2 separate regions of the Mus musculus genome follow, and region 1 is linked to region 2. A link is a contact called in public Hi-C data. All regions are on one chromosome and are shown on one strand. The core of a region is the stretch at or near the end of the contact, and the rest is flanking DNA. Distances in the headings are between cores, read along the strand shown. Region 1 has its middle 25 kb from the start of Gm45999. Region 2 has its middle 42 kb from the start of Gm24982.

Region 1 (3,922 bases), core at 27-2,526, 500 kb before region 2:
TCTGTATTTTTCAGGCACTAGCAGAGCCTCTCAGGAGACAGCTATATCAGGCTCCTGTCAGCAAGCACTTCTTGGCATCCACAATAGTGTCTGGGTTTGGTGACTGTATACGGGATAGATCCCCAGATGGGGCAGTCAAGAAGTATCCTTAGTGTCTGAAACAATGATCACAAAAATATGCATTCTATAGAACTTGTTGAATGAATGAATGGATGGATGGATGGATGGATGAGTTAGTGAGGATCTGCCAAGGGGAGATCCAATCTTTTGAAGAATGACATGCCTTAGTGGCTGTGGCAGATTCTAGAACAGCAGAAGGGAACATGTACACTGGGTAGATGATCGGCTGTGTGTGCTGCTGTGTCATGGCAGCACGTGATAACAACAGTCACTGGGAACTTTGAGGAAAGTTTAGATACCCCTCTGTTTTGTTTCCATGAAGTAGCCAGCAAGACAGTCTGCTAGGGTCCAAAGAGTCTCCTTTCCAGACCCCTCTTAGGGAGCGAAGCCAAGGAATGAATTGAGACTTCCTGGGGCAGCAGGAACTTGGGGCTGAGCTCCATTTGTTATCTCCGCCAATGACAGGCTGCTCTCCAGTGATGTCATCTGAGCCTCTGCAGACCTTTCTGCCAGGAGCCCACTAACTGGAAATGACATCAGCCCCCAGCAAAGTGACTTGTGCTCTCAGCAGACACGTCCCGCTGATCCCTGTCTGGGGCTCATCTCCCCGCCTACCTGGAAGGCTTCTGCCTGGCACTTTGGCAAACAAAGAGGCATTTGAGAGGGAATTAAACTGACTTTAACAGATAGCCCCAAAGTGTTTCCCAACACATTGATGCTCACATTGAATTATAGGTGCTAATAAAGCTGTCACAGCCTTGGCATAGGAGCCAAACCCAAGCTGAAAGGTCCCTGGGAAATGATGAGAATTCCGCAGGGCCTGCAAAGTCACTACTTGGCCCAGCAGGAGATTCAAATACGCAGTACCAGGCCAGGAAAGAGCTGAAGTCACCCATCCAGCCCCACTCCCTGCTGACTGCCCCCACGGTTCTTATGGCCCTCCAGCAGGAGGCAGCTTTGCTCAGGTTCTCTCCCATTGGCAGGAAACTGTCTCTCCAGATACAATAACTGCATTTTCATTGACCAAGCCTGGTACTCTTCAACTCCTCTCTGGTTTTCATCGTTACCTCATTCTGGTAGGTAAGGGTCCTTTGGTCACCCTCCCTCATGGCCACAGCCACAGTCTTGTCAGCAGTGGCTGATATCCACTATTTATCTGAAACATGGGGCTGGATTCTTAAACACGTGAGTGACAGGTGTTTAAGTCAATCTGGTTTAAGTATGAAATCAATGAGAATATTTCTCCCCTAGGTCAAGTGCCGAGGAGACACACATATTTACAAAATCAATCATTGGCCTCTACACTGAAGAGTGAAGGCAACCAACATCCAGGATGTGTCACCTGAAGGTGCAGCTGGAGCAAGGACTCCATATGAGGCTGAGAATTTGTCTCCTTTTATCTCCCAGAGTGACATTTGTTTGTGGTGCCTCCTTCTCAGGGTAATTCAGTCCCACTCGCATGAATAGCCCTTGACCCCAGCAGCCCAGCAAGGCCAGTAGAAAGAGTTTCTCTTCTGTAGCCTTTCAGAGAAAGCTTATTTGTGAGGCTTCTTGGGTCACCTCGAAGCATACATCTTGCCCTCAATCAGTCACCCGGACACAGGAGTGAAGCCCTCTCATTGGCTGAGCTGGAGACTATGTGTTTCTCCTATGGCTAGATGGGGGTAGGATTCATCTCATTCAAGCCAGGTTAACTAAGAGTCTGGCAGCAGGGACTCCTCAGCTGGTGTGAACATTGCTACCTGCTGTGTTTTGGATATAAACTTCTTTGATGGTAGACAGTGTGGAGCCTTAGGAAGTAGATGGAGCCCTGCTTGAGGGAGTGGGTCACCAGGAGGGCCTGGAGGGTTCATTGTCCAGTCCTACTTCCTGTCTGCTCTCTGTCTCCTGACTACAGATATAGAATCTGTCTACAGATATAGAATACACACACACACACACACACACACACACACACACACACACACACACACACACACACAGAGAGAGAGAGAGAGAGAGAGAGAGAGAGAGAGAGAGCTGCCTCACAGCCCTGCTCCCATGCCTTCCTCTGTATAACAGACTGCATCCCTTCCTAAACCACAAGTCAAAATGAACCCTTTCTTAGGTTGCAGTCTTGTCCCAGCAATGAGAAAAGTGACTGCCATACTACCCAAAGAAGAAGGCTTAAAGGTGAAGCTATAAAAGCCGGTCCTTGTTGCTTTTCCTGCAAACTCTTGTACTTTTTCAGGATTTCTGCTTTAACCTCCTGTGCCCTTCCTTATGACGTTTGACCTGGAGAAATTGCCTTCCCAGGGCCAGACTTCGCTTCCCCATCAGAAGCATAGGGTTCAGTCTTGCCTTTGCTTGACACCACTACCACACTTTTCCTAAGGTTCGAGACTCTTCCTGTGCTCATCAAGGCTGACTTCTCCCCAGTTCTCCTGACCTTGGCCTTGGGAAGGATGAGAAAATCTGCAGAGATGAACTAGATAGACTCAGAAGAAAGAGCAGCAGAATCCACTGTGTCTCAGAATCTCGAAAAGAAGTATTCCATAGATGCTGACCACCATAGTGCCTCCCATCTGTCCGGTTGCTGCCCTTGGCATGTGTTCCCATGTCATAGCATTGCTTCAAGCTTTGAGAGGTTTCTATGTGTGTGTGTGGGGGGGGGGCAGGGCGGGGGCGGCTGGTTCAGAAAGTCATGCTAAACCACACCTGAGTGTCCTGACTCCCCTTCCTCCCTAGTTTTCCTACTTGTGGTAGTGAGTAGACGTGCATTTCACGGCCCCCTCAAGCATCTTACAGAGACACCATTATTGCTTTATTTGATGATGTGTAGCCTGAGGCACAGCAACCTAAGTGGCTTGTTCTTCTCTGGGCTTTATCTAACTTTTATATTCTCTTTATCTGCTCTCTCAAAAACTGTGTACATCTTTTATTTAAATTTACTCCCTTGTTTTAGGTAGAGAGAGAGAGAGAGAGAGAGAGAGAGAGAGAGAGAGAGAGAGAGAGAGAGATTTTCAGCTATTCAGCCCAGGGTACACAAACCTGAATGTATATCCTGACATTTGTGGCCCCTGTTTCACGGAATTCCAGTTGGTAGATGTCCCCACACATTGAGGCTAACCCATGGAAGTTCTTAGAGGAAGGGGCAATAACATTGCCCCTGAAGCCAGAAGCAATGTGATCCACTCACCCCCAGCCTTCACATGCCTTTAGCTTTCCCCACTAGACATGAGCTCATGGAACTCTGCCTCATGCCCCCTTCCATAGATTTTCCTTTTCCTGTCGTCAGGTTAAAAGGAACCATCACAGAGATGCATTCATCAGGAGCCGCCATCGGGTAGTAATAGGGTAATTGTGCTGGCCCTGGTACCACAGAGATGATCCCCAGCGTTGCCTGAAGAATGTACAGAGGCCACATTTACGTTTCAGGGCAGCCTTTGAAAACCTTGGCATAGGTCCCCAGCTCTGTTTGCCTTCCCGCAGCGTGATGTGAGAACACTGGTACAGTGCGTGCCTTGTTTAAGCACAAGCCAGGCACTGTGTGGCCTGGGAGGTGGATTATGGCCCAGATGAAGGGCGGAAATCCTCGGCAGGGATGGCTTCAGCTCCTACAGCTCAGTGTATGTGTGTGACTGTGAGGTCTGCTGCCCACAGAACCCATGGCTTTCCCCTCAGTGTGAGGAGATGGGCTGAGCCTGGAGGGCACACCAGCATGGCCATTGTTTCTGTTCTTGGTTGTAGCACAGTGCTTTCTGTAGTTTGGTCTTGCCTTGCTATCTGGGCTTATTTGCTGTTATAAGTTTTAGCTCTTTTG
Region 2 (4,405 bases), core at 903-3,402:
TCATCACTACAGATTAGTTTCCCTGTTCTTGAACTAAAAATAAGTGAAACAGTCCATGTATGCTATCATATGCAAGGTTAAGCATGCAATAGTCATCATACGGTTCCCCCTGCCCCATGCACACACCACTTCGTTTTTTCTCATGGCTCCTAACTTTACATGTAGTCCCTCCACAATTCTATCTTTGCATTCTGATCTTTCACCTATGAGTGTGTCAAGCACTCCTCAGCAACTACTTCAGCAGCTCTATGCTTACCTTCTTCAGGCACCCAACTCCAGGTTGCCCTTTAGTCTTTTTTTCCCCATTTTTTATTAGGTATTTAGCTCATTTACATTTCCAATGCTATACCAAAAGTCCCCCATACGATTCAATCCTCCTTCCTTAACTCAATTTTTTCCTGACAACCCCTACCCTTGCCTAAGGCTAGACCAATTTGTCCATTCTTGTCTCCAGTTATTCTTTCTGCTGAGACTGTTTCGCTTGAGATCAGGAGTCACACATGCTCCCCCCCCCCCCTGCCCCAGTGCTGACCACTACACCTTCCATAGGAACTCAACTCTTTCTTCAACAAAGGAATACCAAGAACAGTATCCTGCTTAGTGCCTGGCCCACCTTAGGCTATAGGCATGGTATTCTCTTCCCTTTCCCATGGCATCATGAAGTGTGAATACTGCACAGTGTGTTCTCTGCCCAAGCCATGCCCACATTGTAGAGAAGGCCCAGAAGTCATATCAGTCTACACAGTGACTCTTGAAATGTATGTGCTAGAAATGAGGGTTGCTCCCACACTGCTTCACAATGGACTGTGACATGTGTTTCTTTACAGCACTTCCAGGAAGGACTCCCGTGGAGACCATTAAAGAAAGTGTGAACAAAGATGAGGAGAAGGGGGAAATAAGGATCAGGAAAAGAAAAAAGAAAAAAATGTAAACACTGACTATCTCAGGGCGGTGAGACGCTCGCTGTAAGACCGTCTTTCTGGACTTTAATTTCTAAATTCTCTATATGTAATATGCTTTGTGTTCATGATAATACAGTGTTAACTCTAAGAAAAAGTTAGTTCTGCATGGTCTGCAATGACACATGAGGAATTAATTGAAATGCATTCTATCATCGATGGACAGGGCAGTTCCCACAGCCTAGGCCATGGAGCCTTTCCCTAGACAGCCTGAGGAGAAGCGAAAGGAACACAAATGAAAATAACCATAGGTCATTCCACTTCCCAGACCATGGCCTAACCAGAAAGCATGTGCCCAAATAATCATGAGATCCCCCCACTGCCTGGCAAAGCTCTGACCAGGCAGAACCTCAGAAACTTGATAGGTCCCAGAGACGAAAGTTCCAAATCCCTGCAAAGAGTTGAGAGCTGTTGGCCTGGCCACTGCTCTGGGTGGTCTTGTTGCCCACTTGCACTCCCCTCCTTAAGTACACCGATCTTCTTGTCACCCATTTCCATCCTTTGTCACCTCCATGCAGCAGCTTCCTGTCTCAACAGTTACCCTTGAAACTGGCTCCCACACCTGTGGGACACCTCTGATCTGAGTTGCTCACTAGGGTCTGCATCAGGACCATGCCCTCCCTGCCCCTGAACACTTTACATCCACTGATGATATGATTCAGTGACAATAAAGGGGCTTAAGGGCAGAGGCGTTCTAATCAGAGTGCCCTGTTCAAAGTCAGCTCTAACCCTAGCTGTGTGATGTTGACCTAACCCTTGGACATATCTGTACCTATGCTCACTACTCTGCAAGGTGGTGATATTGCGCAACCATTGCCACCTCAGAGGCCAGCAAGGAGGATCAAGGTCTCACCTGAGGATGAGGAGGCCTCTCTGCTTTGTTTTTATGAACAAAAAGTAAGGAGCTTCTAAAACTCCCTCATTGGCTGACTTTGAGATTATAGTTAAAAAAAAAAAAAAAAAAAAAAAAAAAAACTCCCTCAGATCTTGGTCCCCCACCACCCCACCTAGGAATTGTTCATTAATTTTTCGTTCTAAAGACAGCAGAACAATTTGCATCTTTTTTTCCCAGAGAAATTCCAGAGGGACAGTGAGAGACAAAGTGAGAGAGGGGCAGAGAAAGAACAGTGGCAGAGAAAAGAGAGAGAGAGAGAGAGAGAGAGAGAGTGGGGACACACAACAGATTGGAGCTGCCAGGCTGGCAGCAGGAACGAAGCCTCGGAAAACATGCTCACTTGCCAGCTGGGTTTCGCCAGCGAGGTTGGTTTTTTGAGTGGTTTTTTTTTTTTTTTTTTTTAATTTTCTTTTTCATTTGTGTTCACACTTCCCCCTCTTGTGGCTCATAAGAAAATCACAGGTACTGTTTTGCTCTCAAAACTTAGGGATGCGCCTGGCTAAATGGAGCTAAGCAAAGGTAACTAGGTCAAACTCTACTTGAATTACAGAATAGAGGTGGCGGGGGGGGGGGGGGACCAGGCTATGTTATATACATGACCCAGCCCCCAGATCTTTCTCCAAATGTCATGTGAGCAGAGGGAACCTCTAAGTCTCATCTTCAAAATGAAAGAACAGCTCCAAGAGACTCAAAAAGCCACAACCTCCAAGGAAGACCCCCCAAGAGGCTTAAAGAGCTACTGCGATAGAGTCATTTAGGGACAAGCCAGCAGAGAGACAGATGATATGTACAAGCAATACCCAAAAGAGAACTGATCCTTTATTGCTATACTTAAACCATGCTGAAGCCAGCTTATACCAGTTGGTTACACTGTCATGGATACCCAAAGTGCCCTTTCTTCAAAGGGTTGAATAAATGTTACTTTTCATCATGCCTTCTGGCATGTCTTCCCCAAGCCCTTACCTCTAGAGGATATATGCTGTCCTTTCCCTCTCTGACATCCCTTATCTCGTTTCCTAAAGCAGCCCCAGCCTGCTCTGCTTTCTGTTTGCAATTATGTTTGCTGTGGCCCCACCCTCCCCTAGGGATGAAAGGGAAAAATCTGGGCTTCCTGCAACTCCAGGGATCCAGCCCCCTGTAAGGAATGTGTGCAGTAGCATTTCATAAGTGTGAGTCATCCACACATACAGCTCGATCCCATAACAGACAGAAGAGGAGAGGTTGTGTCTAAAGCCAGGGCAATCTCATAAATAAATAAATAAATAAATAAATAAATAAATAAATACCATCTTTCCCTGAGCACTCTGCAATGGCAGGCATCTATGCTAAATCATAGCCCACCTGTACTTCAGTGATCCCTGCAATTTATCTTTAAATGTTTCAAAATGAGGACTGATGGACATAGGAAGGAAGGGAGGAAGGGAGGAAGGAAGAAAGGAAGGAAGGAAGGCAGGAAGGAAGGAAGGAAGGAAGGAAGGAAGGAAGGAAGGAAGGAAAGGAGGGAGGGAGGGAGGGAGGGAGGGAGGGAGGGAGGGAGGGAGGGAGGGAGGAGGAAGGAAGGAAGGAAGGAAGGAAGGAAGGAAGGAAGGAAGGAAGGAAGGAAGGAAGGAAGGAAGGAAGGAGAGAAAAAGGAAAGGAAGGAGAGAAAAAGGAAAGGAAGGAAAGAAAAAGGAAAGGAAGGGAAGAAAAAGGAAGGAAGCAAGGAAGGAGGAAGAAGGGAAAAACAAGAGAAGTTTGGGAAGATGAAAAACAGGAAGGAGAGGGAGGAAGAAGGAGAGGAGGCCTAATGGACAGTAACAATTCAGCTGCAGGATCCATGGCTATCCATACCCACTGGACTTTTCTTTATATCTTTATCAGTTTTTCACTATTTCAAAGACAAAAAAGTTAAGATAAATCCAAAATCAGCTGTATTTAAGACAGCTTACAACAAAAATACAAGTCCAAATGAGCTTTTCATTCCAGAGCACAAGTGGGCTTTAGGGCTTCTAAACAAAACATAAGTGAGTATACGTTCTGTGAGTGCGTGTTTTTCTAGGAAGATAATAGTTACAGCTTTTATCAAAACATTGCAGATTTGTAAGTCCTGTATCCTCCGAAGTGTTAAAAATAGCGACTCACAGAGAGACAAAAGACTTGCTATTAGGGAGTCAACAGTTGTAGAAGGATAGATTGAACCAGTCAAATGTCAGAGACAAGAAATGGCTTGGAAAGGATTCAGCCTCGACATTTCCCACCCCATCCGCATAGGAAAGGCAAGCCTAAAGAGAGCTCGGTGAGATTGACTTCAGCAATGTAACATATCACTGATTCCTAAATAACTAGGACCGCAGTGATTTTCTTATGTCATGGGGCCTCCCTGTCTCCTGCAAAAGCCGTTCTGAAAACCATTTCCAGACAACAATGGCCATCTTGTCAGCTCTCGTAGACAAGGGCATGCATCTTTATTTGAAACCAGATGAACGCATTCTCACAGGGCTGATTGCAGAGGAAGCTTTGTAGGGCAGGTTTGAGGCGCATCACGGGACCACAGATATTCTCAGCTGTAAGA

The links. Hi-C and Micro-C count contacts between places; a contact is called where the count stands out from the background.
Region 1: a Hi-C map of the N1E-115 cell line shows a contact between it and region 2, with 3 times the contacts expected there. The contact joins two enhancer-like sites. A contact is called at or near these places in 1 of 15 datasets of contacts at CTCF or cohesin (stem cell-derived epiblast-like cells), 3 of 484 Hi-C or Micro-C datasets (the HL-1 cell line, the N1E-115 cell line and cerebral cortex), 3 of 115 datasets of contacts at active chromatin or transcription factors (acute myeloid leukemia, astrocytes and stem cell-derived neural progenitor cells) and 1 of 9 other capture datasets (embryonic stem cells).

What each region holds. Positions count from the first base shown.
Region 1 is chr7:115,371,020-115,374,941 of GRCm38.p6, reverse strand. No RefSeq gene overlaps it. Among named protein-coding and RNA genes, the nearest start is that of Gm45999, 25 kb to the left of the region's middle. Within about 2 kb of position 1,276, at least 15 of the 459 cell types and tissues checked have an H3K27ac peak or open chromatin away from gene starts, as enhancers often do. A contact at or near this core is called in the N1E-115 cell line, where this site is marked.
Region 2 is chr7:114,872,103-114,876,507 of GRCm38.p6, reverse strand. No RefSeq gene overlaps it. Among named protein-coding and RNA genes, the nearest start is that of Gm24982, 42 kb to the right of the region's middle. Within about 2 kb of position 2,152, at least 28 of the 459 cell types and tissues checked have an H3K27ac peak or open chromatin away from gene starts, as enhancers often do. A contact at or near this core is called in the N1E-115 cell line, where this site is marked.